Regions from separate parts of the Zea mays genome. Here region 2 is linked to region 1. A link is a contact called in public Hi-C data. All regions are on one chromosome and are shown on one strand. The core of a region is the stretch at or near the end of the contact, and the rest is flanking DNA. Distances in the headings are between cores, read along the strand shown.

What was found. A called contact is a pair of places that touch in the nucleus more often than the background predicts.
Region 2: a contact with region 1 is called in a Hi-C map of leaf, with 4 times the contacts expected there. The contact joins the promoter of LOC100192876 here to the promoter of LOC103636843 in region 1. A contact is called at or near these places in 7 of 25 Hi-C or Micro-C datasets (bundle sheath, ear, endosperm and 1 more).

Annotation. Positions count from the first base shown.
Region 1 is chr8:28,416,110-28,423,916 of Zm-B73-REFERENCE-NAM-5.0, forward strand. It overlaps LOC103636843 (cytochrome P450 71A1), which reads left to right and starts at 3,035. Exons shown (of 3, transcript XM_020542861.3): 1 at 3,035-4,179. The coding sequence starts at 3,154. LOC100283666 reads left to right here. Exons shown (of 7, transcript NM_001156567.3): 3 at 80-179; 4 at 1,831-1,977; 5 at 2,058-2,138; 6 at 2,220-2,365; 7 at 2,459-2,881. The coding sequence ends at 2,528. LOC111589949 (a long non-coding RNA gene) reads left to right here and starts at 7,631. Exons shown (of 3, transcript XR_002749046.2): 1 at 7,631-7,669; 2 at 7,762-7,807.
Region 2 is chr8:28,557,616-28,565,422 of Zm-B73-REFERENCE-NAM-5.0, forward strand. LOC100192876 reads left to right here and starts at 3,842. Exons shown (of 2, transcript NM_001138064.2): 1 at 3,842-4,839; 2 at 4,943-5,664. The coding sequence starts at 3,880. The coding sequence ends at 5,587. LOC103635005 (a long non-coding RNA gene) reads left to right here and starts at 5,941. Exons shown (of 2, transcript XR_557065.3): 1 at 5,941-6,636; 2 at 6,737-7,183.

The DNA.
Region 1 (7,807 bases), core at 1,785-4,284:
TTTCACTTCACTTTGCTTTTGCGTTGGTTCACCGGGGCCTGAACCGATTGGTTGGGTTTGGTTTCCTGCGCGCGCGCAGGTACGTCAACAACAGGTTCAGCAACCAGTACAAGGCCACCATCGGCGCGGATTTCCTCACCAAGGAGGTCCAGATCGACGACCGCCTCTTCACACTGCAGGTCTGCTTGCTTCGACATCGTCTCCCTTCTTATTACAGCACCATCCGTTTAGGTTTGTTTCTATTCAATTGGCTGGGGGTACCTACAGTGCTTCGAGCCCGGATTAGATTGTGTGCTCCTGTGCGCCTCCAATGTGATCGTTGCAGTGCCCGATACGAAGGGTCGGTTCAGTTTCAGTCTTTCAGTCCGGTCATCTTGTGCTCTCTAGATAACGCTTGTTCCCCATCCGACTAGCTGGGCTCAGAGCCTGAATCGACAACCATCGCCTTCTATCGTGTGGGTTGCTTATTGGAGATGCCGAGTGGTTCCAGTCCACACCGTGCCACGCTGGGTTCAGTTCACACTGTAACTCCTCTGGTAAGCTAGCTACATCCACTACGGTGGTGTGGACGTACGCATCAGAAGTTACGTCCATTTAGCTCCAGTTTAAGCTGCCTGCTTCGAAAGACATTTCTCCACTGGTTAGCTTTTCGCTGAACCATACGATGCTAACTAAAAACAAAAGCGAAAGTGAAACCATTACTGGACGTATATGCGTTTTGGTTGAGTTACACCATTACATGTGTAATTTGATTCGCAGTGACGCTTCTGTTTGGGACATCAGTCATCAATCAGCTAAGAAGGATATTTCAGGGATGTGCGCAGTAGTTCCCTTCCAAGACGTCGTCTGACTTTTGAGAGATGAAGTTTTACTCATTAATTTTATGCAGCTTTCTGCCTTGGTGCCTTTTGGGCATTGCCCCTGTAAAAAAAAATTATGATGCTCCTTTTCACAAGTTTGTATCTGTCACTCTATCTATTGAGTTTGTTTGCTATTCCCTCCGTCCACAAAAAAGATGCAACTACGGTATCCAATCTATCTCGAGTTAGTTTGACTAAGTTTGTAGTAAATAATATTAGTGTTTATATCTCTAAAAAAATTATCACAAAAATATATTCTATAACTATTGTAATGGTACTTATTTTGTTTTATGAATGTTTTTACCTTTTTTTTTCAAAATTCCTACTGTTTGACTCCTCGAAAAGCGAGAATTGTATTCTTTTGTCGATAGAGGGAGTACTTAAAATCATTACGCCGCCCAATTCCTTAAAAACCTGTTTTCCTTTCATCACTTCCATTTTGGCAGTACCCAAATTTCATGGATTTCCTGATGATTTGTCTGGCTCATAATGATGATGCTGTGGAGAGCTGCTATATCTTTACCATGTTCTTTTAAAAAGGACAGGGGCCGTTATGTCCATAATTTTGCTTTGGTATTTATCAACTATCAATGCCTTTATTCAAATCGGGATATGTTTCATTAATCTTTTCGCTTGATTATCTGTACCATTAAAAAAGGCATAGTTTTTTCCCATGTGGTGTATATGAATAAATAGGAGTTTTGGTTCAACTGAGCACATACCTGCTTGTGTTAATAACGATTGACTTGATAGCTATTATGTCAAGGATGCTAATTAAGTCATAGGTAGCAATGTTTTCTTATGCAATTACTGTTTATGATATGAAACTGATGCTACCTTTTCCTTTTTCTTTTGAGTCAGACTTAATATTTGTAATCTGTTTATTAGGTGATGGAATTTGCAACCTCCTGCTATTTTTTGGAGCCATTATCATTTTAGCTTACAACTTCATTGTTTTACTGAAGCTTAGATATGGGATACGGCAGGACAGGAGCGGTTTCAAAGTCTTGGTGTGGCATTTTATAGGGGAGCTGACTGCTGTGTTCTTGTATATGATGTCAACGTATCCAAGTCATTTGAAAAGCTCAACAACTGGCGTGAGGAATTCCTAATTCAAGTAATTAACCTGCTTATTCGCGATCTATATCTGTATGTCCATTGTGTTTGAAAAAAAAGGACTCACTGTTCATTATGCAGGCCAGCCCATCAGACCCAGAGAATTTCCCATTTGTTGTGCTTGGTAACAAGATCGATGTTGATGGTGGTAACAGCCGGACTGTGAGTATTTCTCGTCACGAGTTGTTATCCACTGGATTTATTCTCTACTTTTGTGAAATTTCTTTGTTCTTCACTTTTCAGGTTTCTGAGAAGAAGGCTAAAGCATGGTGTGCTTCAAAGGGAAACATCCCCTACTTTGAGACGTCGGCTAAAGAGGGCTTCAATGTAGAGGCTGCATTTGAGTGTATAGCGAGGAATGCTGTAAAAAATGAGCCAGAAGAAGATATGTAAGTTTGAATAGTATATAGCTCACATATATGTATCATACATGCAGGCAGCCTTGTGGTGTAACTTGATCTATGTTTTACCAACTTTTGCAGGTATCTTCCTGATACGATTGATGTTGGGGGCGCTGGAAGGCAACAGCGTTCGTCAGGTTGTGAATGCTAGAAGATATGGAGCACTGCGAATTGCTCGGTTGGTTGGTCTGATTCTCTAGGGCTTGTTGTTTGGGTGGCCTGTGTCATCATTTCATATATGTATTTAGTTTGCAAAACTGCTATTTGTGGACACTGGATAGTTTGGAAGTCTGCATGCGGGTGCTTATTGTCGACTCCCGTGTAGATGCAGAGAACTCATTTGTAACTGCCGTTTCGGTGTTGTATCGTATCTGCGCTAGATGCTAGTGTTGTAACGCTTTTGATTGTTGATGGATTGCATATATGTACTGTATTTGTACATGAACAGAACGTAGTGCCCATTTTCATAGTGTTCAATTGTTGGTTGGTTTGGTATTGTTCTTTTAGTCTGGTTTCTCCACATTACCCGTCTTGACCGTACATGGCATATTGGCATGGGGTCATGGTGCTGCTTTGTAGCCTCTAGCTTGCTTGGACTTCCTTCGAAAATATCTGTATTCTTGGATTTTTTTTTTCAATTCCCTCTTCTCTGAAACGGTTAGGATCGTGTTCGTTTTTTTCAATCTCTGTCGTCTAGAAATAGTTATCCAGCGGGATCGTCTGCTCTCCACCTCTGCCCCCGTCGCCATCAAACAGGAGTAGTAGGGGGGCAACCTATGCTTATCGTGAGATCACTGCGTGCCTATTATTATCTTCCTTCCGTCTCATTATTGGACCATCCACCTATACGTGCAGTGTCGGTGAAAACCATGGACGTGTCACCGTTCCTTGCACTGCTGCTCGTTACCCTCCTTTCCCTGCTCTTCTTCCTCTCCACTTGGAGGAAGAAACAGCCTTCTCCGCCCAGCGGCGTCGGCGATGGCCGGCCGCTTCCGCCGTCGCCTCGGGGCCTTCCTATCCTGGGACACCTGCCTCTTCTGGGCCCCCTGCCGCACCGGAAGCTGTGGGCGATGGCGCAGGCGCACGGCCCCGTGATGCTCCTCCGCTTCGGCCGCGTGCCGACGGTGGTGGCCTCGTCGGCGGCCGCGGCGCAGGAGGTGATGAAGACCCGCGACCTGGCGTTCGCGAGCCGCCCCAGGATGCGCATGGCCGAGCGCCTCGTGTACGGCCGCGACGTGGCCTTCGTCCCCTACGGCGAGCACTGGCGTCAGAGCCGACGCGTCTGCGTGCTCCACCTTCTCAGCCAGCGCCGCGTCAGCTCCTTCCGCCACGCCCGGGAGCAGGAGGTCGCCGCGATGCTCGCCCGCGTCCGCGCCGCCGCCGGTGGACGCGACGGCGCCGTCGTCAACCTCACCGCCCACATCATCTCCTACACCAACGGCATCATCTCCCGCGCCACGTACGGCGACAAAGGAGGGAGGTACTACGACGGGCCCGACGGCGGCGAGAAGCTCGCGAAGCTGTTCGCCGACTTCGAGGAGCTCCTGGGGACCGTCACCGTGGGGGAGTTCGTGCCCTGGCTGGCGTGGGTCGACGCGCTCATGGGCCTGGACGCCAAGGCCACGCGCACGTCCGCGGAGTTGGACGCCTTCCTGGAGCGGGTCATCACGGACCACCGTCGTCAGAGGCGCCGTGGCGGCCAGTGTGACGGCGACGACCATCGGGATTTTGTCGACGTGCTGTTGGACGTGAACGAGGACGAGGCGGACGCCGGTGGTGGAGTCAAGTTTGACGACACTACAGTAAACGAAGAAAGTTCCGACGGTCCCTCTATCGCCGACGGCTTCCTACGAGGCCGTCGGATATTACCTTATGTCCGACGGCCAACAGGGGCTCTCGGAAATAAGACGTTATGTCCGACGGCTACTGACAAAGCCGTCGGAGATAACCTTATGTCCGACGGCTAGTTACGAGGCCGTCGGACATAAGTTTTTTTAACACGCGGTACCGGTCCGGCGCGGTTCATTTTCACGCGCGCGCGCTCCTCGCTTTCTCTCTCTGCCCGCTCGCCGCCGCCGCCGGAGACGCTCGCCGCCGCCGCCGGAGACGCTCGCCGCCGCCGCCGGAGACGCTCGCCGCCGCCGCCGTCGAGGCCCGCCGCCCCGACACACGCCGCCCCGCCATCCGCCGCCCCGCCGCGGCCGTCGAGGCCCGCCGCCCCGACACCCGCCGCCCCGCCATCCGCCGCCCCGCCGCGGCCGCCCGCCGTCGACCGCCACGCCGAGCCCGCCGTCGACGCCCGCCCCGCCCGCCCGCCGTAAGGTATTTAGTATTAATCTATTATTAATATTATATTAATATTGTTTTGTAGTTTATTTTATTATATCCGAGGTCCTAAATTTAATTAGTGGTGTTTAGATAGTTGTAATTTTTAATTTCCGACGGTAATTATTATGCCCTCGGAATTAAGGTCAGTTTATATGATTTGTCACCCGTAATAATGTTATGTAGTGGTGTCTATATAATTTAAACTCTTAATTTCCGAGGGTAATTATTAAGCCCTCGGAAATAAGGTTGTTTTATTTGATTTAGGGTCCCGTGAAATGTTTTTTTGTAATGCTATTGTATTAGTTTGGTTAATTAGTGGCTATTGTATTAGTGTGATTAATTAGTAATCATAACTAATTAAGTTAACGAAACCTAGACGTCACCCGTTTCGGCCCAACACACCTTACATGTGACGCATGTGAGGTATGTTGGGCCGGAATTGTCCCTTTATTGGACAGCCTCGGGGTGACCGACAGAGTCCGTGTTTATGACAAAGGCATGTGCTCCTGCTTAGTTTCGGCAGCATAACCCCTGTGTTCTCCAATTGCACCATTTTTAGGCGTGCGATTGGAGAACAGCGGGGTTATGCTGCCGAAATTTCGCACGACCACATGTCTTGTCATAAACACGGCCTCGTCGGTCACTCCTGGGTGGGTTTAGGACCTATCCTTTCCTACAGATGTAGGGGCGTGATTTCTTCGTAAAAACGGATGGCCCGTGCATTACTTATCTAATTAAGTTAACGTCTCGTAGCTAGTATGGAGGAGAATCGTCGATGGATGTATGAAGGTTGGAAGAAAAGAGGTGCTCTATCAAGTGAGTGGGTGGCCAAGACTGATGCTTTTCTCGACCATGCTTTTGCTCGGTCAGAGACTGGAACCGATGTTAGGTGCCCTTGTAGCAAGTGTCGGAACATTAATTTCCTTGACAGGAGGACTATGTCGATACATATTTGCAAGAACGGTTATATGCCAGGCTATGAGGTGTGGGTGCACCACGGTGAGGACCCACCTCCTCGTATTGTATCGGAAGTTCAGTCACATGAAGAGGAGGACTACGATATGATGGAAGAGATGCTTGACGATGTACGCCATGAGTTTCTAACCGTCGATTCGGAGAACCCCGGTCAACCCACCGAGTTTGAGGATCCAGCTACACCTGAGGTTCAGAAGTTCTTCGAGCTCCTTAAAGCTGCCGAAGAGCCGTTGCATGAGCACACAAAAGTGACCGTCCTTGTATTTGTGACTCGACTTATGGCTATTAAGTCTAAGTTTGCATTCTCAAACAACTGTTACAAGGAACTTTTGAACTTGATCAGTGATGTACTTCCAGAGAATCACAAGATGCCGAAGGACATGTATCAGTCTAAAAAGCTGTTATCTGGCCTCGGTATGGACTACGAAAAAATCGATGTCTGTGAAAATAATTGTATGCTTTTCTGGAAGGAGACCGCAGGTGAGAAGAAGTGTATTGTATGTGGTGAGCGTAGATTCGTTGAGGTTGAAAACGACGATGGTTTGACCGTGACTACGAAGATTGCACGTAAGCAGCTTCGTTACATGCCTCTCATACCTCGGTTGAAACGTTTGTTCATCTCCAAGAATACAGCCAGACACATGAGGTGGCACAAAGAAGGGGTACGTGAGAATCCAAATGTCATGGTGCACCCAGCTGATACAGATGCATGGAAGGCACTAGATGCTTTTGATTCCAGCTTTGCTGATGAAGTGCGGAATGTCCGCTTTGCTGATGAAGTGCGGAATGCAAGAGATGATGTTGAAGATGATGGTGGAGATAATGTGGGAGATGATGCTGGAGACGACGCTGGTGGGGATTCTGGGGCTGGGGATTCTGGGGCTGGTGGAGATTCTGCAGCTGGGTCTGGAACTTCTCGAGTTAAGAGAACGAGGAAGCTGCATTTTGTTGGACCACCTCCAGAGCTTCCACCCGAATCTCGGGTTGTGATAAAGCCTAGTGGAAAGTGAGTGACATATCTTTGCTTAAATGTTATTGAAAGTTATGTTTTAATTCCTACATTGATTTCTGTTTGCAGGACTTGGATCGACGACTCGTTCACAGGCACAGGACACTACAGGCAGGTGAACATGGTTCTTGGTAATCTTGTTCGTCTGCACTGGCCTGGTCTTGTGACTTTGCCTACTGGCGAGTCTGTCCCCGCCACCACTTGGGAGCATTATCGCTATGGTGTCTGTAGAACGTTTGGCAACACACAGGCACTAGTTTGGGATGCATTCTGGGTATGACTTGTTTATACTATTTTAGTTATTCCATATATGTTTGCTTTTATGATAACACTATGGTTTTTGCAGAAACGGTACAAGTTGCCGGACGATGGATCATATGATATGAACGCTCGTTACGTGTTTGAGTTTAACGCGAACGATGTCGTTGCAGATGCAATGTACTATGCACGAATTCAGGCTATAAAGGCATGGTACAGAGCAAATGCTGATGATCGACCGATGCCAAATACAAAGGCCGAGTGGTCATCAATTTACTTGACGGAGGAGCAATACCTAGAGGTAAACAGGTTGTTGCCTCTCATATCGCACAAAGCCATGTATTTGCTTGCTTTATTTAAAAAATTTCATGTAGGTGTCGGTGCCGTGGATGGCCACCCGATCAGACGGTTATCGGGCATTGTGCAGATGGTGGGCTTCCCCTGAGTTTCGTGCCATTTCCGAAAGGAACAGGGGAAACCGTGGGACCGAGTCGTTCCACAACTACGGTGGTGATGGTCATGTGCGCTTGGCTAAGCGAATGGTAAGTCACAGTTTGTTGTAACTTTTGAATTACATAGAAATGTGTCATTGTAACTTTTATGTACAGGAAGTCAAATCCGGTCGTACGCCCACGGATGTGGAGGTGTATATGCAAGGGCATAGGGGTTCTGATCCTCAGAATCCTGATGTGTTATGCACTCAGACGGCCACCGACCGTCTAGTGAGTTTTTGATACTCTATTATGTGTTTGATAATGTTTGCAAGGGCATATATAGGGGTTATGCACTTATATTTGATATTGTTTGCCTCCAGGCTTCGTATGGGGAGGAGATGGTTCAACGCCATGGGCAGGAGTACG
Region 2 (7,807 bases), core at 2,592-5,091, 140 kb after region 1:
GGAAATCAAAATTGGGATGTTACACAAGCCAGGTTCCATCATATGCATATAACGAAGGCATGTACTACAACTGTTTAGTTTGATATTTTTACATTTGTTCCATTTCTTTTTCCAAATAGCCTCTTACCCATCTCTGCAAAATATGGCACTGGGTTATGGCTCCACCTTTTCATCAACTGTTGCAACGCCTACTTCGCCCCCCATGTCTGGCAGTGCCAAGCAAAGTAGGATTTCTGTAGAGTTATGCGGTGGGTACAATTAGATATATCTTGAAGTTGCATTTTACGCGTTGTGCTATCACACTGTAGACTAACTTGTATAGTTTTTCTTTTGTAGTCCTTCTTGCTTGCTTTCACATTAGTTATGGGAGCTCTAATGTTCATGTTGATGTCACTAAGACAAGGTAAGAATTATGAATTTTCTGAAACAGACATTTGGGGGTGTTCTGTTATAATTTACGTTGATTAATTTTCCCCTGCAATTTGGCAGACATACAAACATTTGCTCTCTATTTTTCTATCCAACATAATTCATGATTTAAATAAAGGAACTATTTCTTAAAAATTCTTCTATTTAGTTTCTTCCTTTGGAAAACAACTCTGATACTAATATGCTGCCCCAGTTTTACTTCTATTTTACCTGCCAGTGAAAGCATTTGGAGATTTTCTTTTAATCCATCGTGCAATAGATTCATGGTTGAATGCTGATCTTTTTGACCTTTAGAGCTTATAATTTATTTTTTTGCTATATCTTCCTTTCTATTTATTAACCAGAAAAAGTTAAAAGTCGATAAATATGTATCCTAATCAATCTAAATTTAAACCTCACTTGTCAGCATGTGATATCATGTTTGGATTTTTCACTTTGTCAAGCACACTTTCATGTAGTTGTAACCATCAACGCGACTACTCATGTAGTTCAAGTTATCTGTTCACCTACTTAAAAGTAGATATATAAAGCTTACAACAGCTGGAGTTCAATCTCTGGGGACATGAATGAATTGTGTTATTTGTTGATACGAATTATCTGATAGTTAGATACTCAGGTTGGTGTATACTTTTAGAACATTGTAGTTGGTAGATATTTGTGAAGGCGAGAAGGCTATCTTGTCATGATGGAAATCTTCATTCATTGGGTACCACATGCATTCCTTTTTCCAAGAGAAATATACATTTATGATTTATATTTTAATTTCTTCCCCTAAAGTCCATATCTCGATGTGAGCATTCCAGTCTCTAGCTGTTTTTGTTATATCATTTCATTTTTCCATAATAGTGAATTTGTTTGTGAGATATAGTCTCTCACAGTGGTGGATCTAGGCTCTCTTCAAGACTACGGCCTCTAAAAAGCTAAGAATGTTGTACGATAGACATAACAAGATGAACCTATAGTAGTGAACGAATGAAGTTTCTGTGGGCTCTGAAGCTTTGTTGGCTTAAAATGGTAATTCTATTGTATTCTTTCACATGAGATAATTTATGCCGAGCTGAACAATTGTCGTTTATCTTAGTGCAACTGATGTTGGAGCTGAAGTTAGCGTTTGTTTCTAATTTCTAGGTTTCTATGTTTCAATGGCCTCTTGAAAATTGAAAATGGCCCTTGTAGGCTGAAGGATGTATGCATGGAATAGACCTTAGACAAAGCTTTTGTGCAATATGCTGAAGTCATTCTTGTTGATGGGAAATTAACAAAGGCTAAGGCTGACCAGCTTGCTAAGGTTCAAATGCTGGTCGGTTTGCCTACTAAGCATCCACAAGATCTTATTATAAGTTCTGAGAAGGCCAAGTCAATTTTTCAGGATATTGCAAAAGTTAGGTTGGAGAGCTCCCTTGTTCAGGCTTTTGATTTGCTTCTGCAGAAGGAGAGATGACTTGGTATGACACTAAATTCTCCTTTATATGCTCCACGAAAATTTAGTTATGTGGAAAAGTAATGTAATGGCAATATGTGTGCTAACTATAAAATTCCAATTGCAGCTTTCATCTCTGCATGACATGATGGCATGTGACACAGCGGTCTCTGCTCCGCAACCCTTGTCATGGCCTATAGTTGGTGTTCTAGGAAGGGGCACCATTTTATTAGGGTAGCCACCAAAGTTGATGTCCCTTTTTAATGGACGAACTTGGTGCTGTGGACGACATCTGCTATTGTAGCTAGGCGCTTACATGTTTTCCTGTAAATGCTAGCTCTGTAATCACCAAAGGAAAACACAAGAGTACTCTTGGAGGAAAGTTTAGCATTCAGTTTAACAAACCTTACCAACTCATGCCATGTTTGAATGCAATAATGCATGTTCTGTTGCCCTGTTGTTGCTTGGACACATGCTTGGTATGCCTATTTTCTGGTTATGTCACAAATCACATCTCCCATGTAAATTTATGGCTATGATATGCATCAAACAAGCTTATATTTTGCTCTCAAGTTGGTTCAAACAGTTCTAATTCATCTTAATATTTATTTGAAATTGGTTTGATAATTGCTGCAATAAGGAACTTATTTGAAGGTAAGAGTTATATGTTGTCTTGTCAATCACTGATTGACATGTGGTCTAATTTCATTCAGTTTTATTGGTTTGAGCTCTCGTGACATGTCGTGCTCGTGCAACACTCAAAGAAGACGAAATTACATGTCGTCGCAACGTACGAGCATTGTACTGTGATATATAGAAATCGTAGCAACATAACTGCTATATAACTGTGATATATAGAAATTGTAGCAACGTATCAGCAACTCACCTAGAAATGGATTATAAAATTATTTTTTATTATATTGTAACACATATTTATATATAAGTTATTGTAATATTCTATGTTTTCATTGCGACACCCACCTAGTGCACCTATTAAAACACGATGCAAAGACGGCCGGCCGGTTCAAGACTTCATCAGAGGGCAAGTTTGCATTGGCAACGAGCGTGTAGTACGCGTGGACTCTGAAGCAGTTGTTGTTGTACCCCAAAAAAGAGAGGAGAAAGTGACATTTTCTTTTCTTTGTTTTTACGTAGCCATGCATGCGCTCAATCAGGGAGGCAGCTCAAACATGCCTCTCCAACCCATCGCCGTCTGCTCACGGTCCTTTCAAAAAAAATCTAAACCAGTACAGACATGGCTGATTGAGCCAGCACCCCTCTCATTTATAAAGACTATTTCACATTCCCAATATACCACTAACTAAACTACTTACCATAGAACACAATCTTCGAACTCCACACTTGCATGCCACAACTCAAAAGATAAGTTGTATAAAGTCATGTCTCCGTTAGTCCATCAAACTCAATCCAAGATGTTACTCTATTGATTTTCACTCATCGCAAGCTCAAACTATAAATGTTCATATTAACCTTTTGTTCGTATTTATTTTTGTCTCTAAAAAAACCAAAAGCCAACAAAAATATAGGAATCTAAGCTGTTTTTTTAGAAGTAGCTGCTTTTAGAATAGTACAGATTTGAAGTTTTGAAAGAACCTTGAACCATGCTTTTGACTCCTGGCTTCTGAATTTAAAGTAGTGAAATATAGAGATGTTTCATATTTGCTTTAGAAAAACAAAAACAAAAGGTACTTCTGATCTTATTTTTTTTCTCATTAGGAAATCCAGTCAGATTCGAAGCCATTTGACTTAAGACAATTTTATTTGACGTCGCTTGTTTGTACAAGGTACCTAGCTGGGACAGCGCGTGCTACGTTCTCTGCACTGCGCCTTCACGTACGTCAATGCAGAAAGAGTGTAACACGTGTACGGCGCATGCCCACGTTGCAACGTCCTTGCATTGGCGGCGCTGCTTGCTCGGCCGGCGACGGCAACAAAGCATATAACGAAACGTCTCCGCCGCCTTCACTTTCCAAACGTTAGCCTTTTCCAATCAGGGAGAGAGCTCAAACATGGCACTCGAACCCGTCGCTCTCCTGCTCACGGTCCTCGTCGCCGCGCCGCTCACGGTCCTCCTCCTCCTCCTCTTCCTCGTCGCCGGCAACAAGAGGCCCGCTCGTGCTGCTTCTCCCACGCCGCGCCACCGCTTGAGGCTGCCGCTGCCGCCGTCGCCGCGGGGCCTCCCGCTGCTGGGCCACCTGCACCTGCTGGGCTCGCTGCCGCACCGCGCGCTGGCGTCTCTGGCGCGCGCGCACGGCCCCGTGCTGCTGCTCCGCCTGGGCCGCGTGCCCACCGTGGTCGTGTCCTCCGCTGCCGCCGCCGAGGAGGTGATGCGGGCGCGGGACCTGGCGTTCGCGAACCGGCCCGCGAGCGCCATGGCCGTGCGCCTCCTCTACGGCCGCGACGTCGCGTTCGCGCCCTACGGCGAGTACTGGCGCCAGGCGCGCCGCGTCTGCGTCGTCCACCTCCTCAGCGCGCGTCACGTCGGGTCCTTCCGCCGTGTCCGAGAGCAGGAGGCCGCCGCGCTGGTCGCACGCGTCGCCCGGGACAGCGCCGGTGGCGCGGCCGTCGGCCTCAGCGATCTCCTCACCGAGTACGCCAACGCCGTCGTGTCGCGCGCCGCGTTCGGCGACGAGAGCGCGCGCGGGCTGTTGGGCGAATTCGACTCCGGCCGTCGGCAGAGGAAAGTGCTCACCGACTTCCAGAAGCTCGTGGGGACGACGCCCGTCGGGGAGCTGCTGCCGTGGCTGGGCTGGGTGGACGCCGTCACGGGGCTGGAGGGGAAGATCAGGCGGACGTTCGAGGCGCTCGACGGGTTGCTCGAGAAGGTGATCGATGACCACCGGCGGCGGCCTCGCAGCGGGGAGGAGGGCGGTGACCGGGACTTCGTGGACGTGTTGCTGGACGTCCACAACAAGGACCAAGAGCACGGCATCCAACTAGAGACCAACGAAATCAAGGCCATCATCTTGGTAATAAATTTATATGACATACCGATCCATGAATTCATTTCGTATTTGTTATATTTGATATGATATGGTTCATTCGTGGTTGCCCATTTAAATTACTCGGCAGGACATGTTCGCGGCAGGCACGGACACGATAGCCACGGCGATGGAATGGGCCATGGCGGAGCTCGTCACCCACCCGCGTGCCATGCGGAGAGCCCAGGACGAGGTCCGCGCGGCGGCGGCCGGCTCAACCGGCGTGAACGAGGACCACGTCGCGCAGCTGGACTACCTCAAGGCCGTGCTGAAGGAGACGCTCCGGTTGCACGCGCCGTTGCCACTGCTGGTGCCCCGGGAGCCGGCGGCGGACACCGAGATCCTGGGGTACCACGTCCCGGCGCGCACGCGCGTGCTGGTCAACGCCTGGGCTATTGGCCGGGACCCCGCGACGTGGGAGCGCGCCGAGGAATTCGTGCCAGAGAGGTTCTTGGGCGGCGCCGCCGCAGCTGACGTCGGCTTCAAGGGGCAGCACTTCGAGCTCCTGCCGTTCGGCGCCGGCAGGAGGATGTGCCCCGGAATCGCGTTTGCGGAGGGAAGCGCCGAGATGGCCCTGGCGAGCCTGCTGTATCATTTTGACTGGGAGGCGGCGAGCCGGGGCCAGAACGGGAAAGGGACGCTGTCGCTGGACATGACCGAGATGAACGGATTAGCCGTGCATATCAACTCCGGTCTTCCGCTTGTAGCCAAGCCGTGGATCCCCTTCAAGAACTAGGAGAAGATATTGGAGATATTTGGTTTTTTACTGCAAACAATGTGCTTGATTTTAATGTTATTTTAGACATTTTTGCTCTTCTTCGTCCTTCTCCCTTTTTCCCTTTTTGTGTGTGTACGCTTGTAAAAAAAGACAAAATATCAAAATAATCTCTACTACCCTATATAATAGAACGTGGGCGCCACATCTCCCTGGTGAAGCATGTCCCCGTCCTTCGCCCCGGCCGGCTCCCCTCGTGCACGCAACACCGTGATTTCCTACCCCATTCCCGATCCGAAATCTCCTCACCCACTCTCGCCATGAAAGGCACCCACCCGACGGTGCGTCCGCGTAATCCGTACGCGCGATTTATTCCCCCGCCTCTGACTTCATCACCCCGCAAAATCCAGCCGTCGCACCCTCTCGCGACGCCCGCGATTCCATGGCTGTCACGTCTCCATCCTCGCCCCGCATGCCCTGGTCGTCGGCGTCGCCCAGGCGATTTCGTGCCCCCACACATTTCCCTCCATCGCAATGTTGCCCGTTGTGCCCCTGTCCATGGCACCCCGACCCTCACCTCACCCTCTTCCTCCCCACACCCCCGCGTTCCCCCACTCCTGCCGCGCTCGCCACCCCGCCTTCCCCATGAATCCTGTTTTTGCGCCACGGGTAAGTCCCCGTCATTTTCTTCATCACCGGAGCCAGAGTCGGGGCGCAAAGACGGCGACGCGTCCTTGTCGCTGCATTGCGCTGCTCGTCCTAGCGGCACATTATGGCATGGAAGACGGCAAGGAAGTTGCGGTACTTGAAGGGCTGCTCGAGCATGCAGATTTGCTTTCCCCTGGCGGTCGTGGGGTCCTCCACCGGCGACGAGGGCAAGTGGAAGTGGGGCTCCAGCGGCTGGAAGGCAGAGGGGAGGAGCAGGTCGACGCGACGCGTGCATAGCTGCTCAGCCACCGCGTGCCCCCCTCCGCTAAGACAACCGCAGTCTCCCCCTCGCCCACAGATCGCCGTGGCTGCGCCTACCAACCCACACCGCTCCTCCCCTCCCCGTCCCTTTCACCACCAAGGTTCCTCCATCCTCCACGATGGCTGACCAATTCCACCATTGCTACTCCGGATTCCATCAAATTGATTTCGTCCTCACGTGGCAGCACCGATCCCCCGCAGGTCGCATCGAGTCCACCGTTGGTGTCGGTTCCTTCCTCGCAATTCCATCAGCAAAAGCAGACTGTACTACCAACTAGAGAAGAGGCTTAGATCCACTGCACACTGAACCCTATGCCAGGGGAAGCTCTCACGTCGCGCCCGCCCATGGACCGCCTCGTCGACGACCTTGCCGCGGCAACCCTCTCCGATCTAGCGGACCAGGGCACCGCCACCATCGGTTTGCTTAACACTGATTCCTCCTCAGCATCATGTGCACCGTAGCGTAGAGGGTACCAACGCCATCATCCACAACCAGGTAACGTGTTCAATCCCCCGTTTCCCATCGCTTCGCTTCTAACCCAGACCAGTTTCGGTTCGTTTATTGTCCCACCAGCCAAATGGTAATGATTTTTTGGTGTAATATAATATAATAAAAAACATAAATACTAGCTTAGTTTGATTTTTCGAGTGGTTTGCTTCCATTTCGGTTGGAAGAGAAGATGGTAAGTCTGTTTCTATTCTATACTGTCACACCCGGATTTCGGGGGCACCAAGACCCAGGTGCGAACATAATCACCAAGTGTGATAGGAGCAAGTCTTACACATATGATGACTCATGGTACAGAAACGAATGTCACATCTTTACTATATAATAGGAGTTATATACAAAATAAATAAATAAATACATCATATGAAGACAACGATCCAGCAACCCAAAGTTGACTGGGAAACGACGTCCTAGACCTCTCACGAACACATCATAGCATCCTTCATGCGCCTCATCCTGTGGTACCTGTTCTTGACCTGTGTGGGGGGTGGACAACAAGGGTGAGCTCACATATGTTCATCGCTCAACAAGTTGTGGGGAATAATGTGCACGAATTCACCAAAGGTGGGAGTTCATGTGAAGTGTAAGGCTTACCAAAGAGGATGGTTGAAGCTGAGCATTGCTTTTAAAGTTGGTCAAAATTTTATTAGCAATTACTAAGTACAAGTAGATACCAAACCAGAGTAATAATAGATCAAAATTATAACAACACCCGCGATGCAATGTATATGACAAATTTAATTTAGTTCCATAAATTAATCATG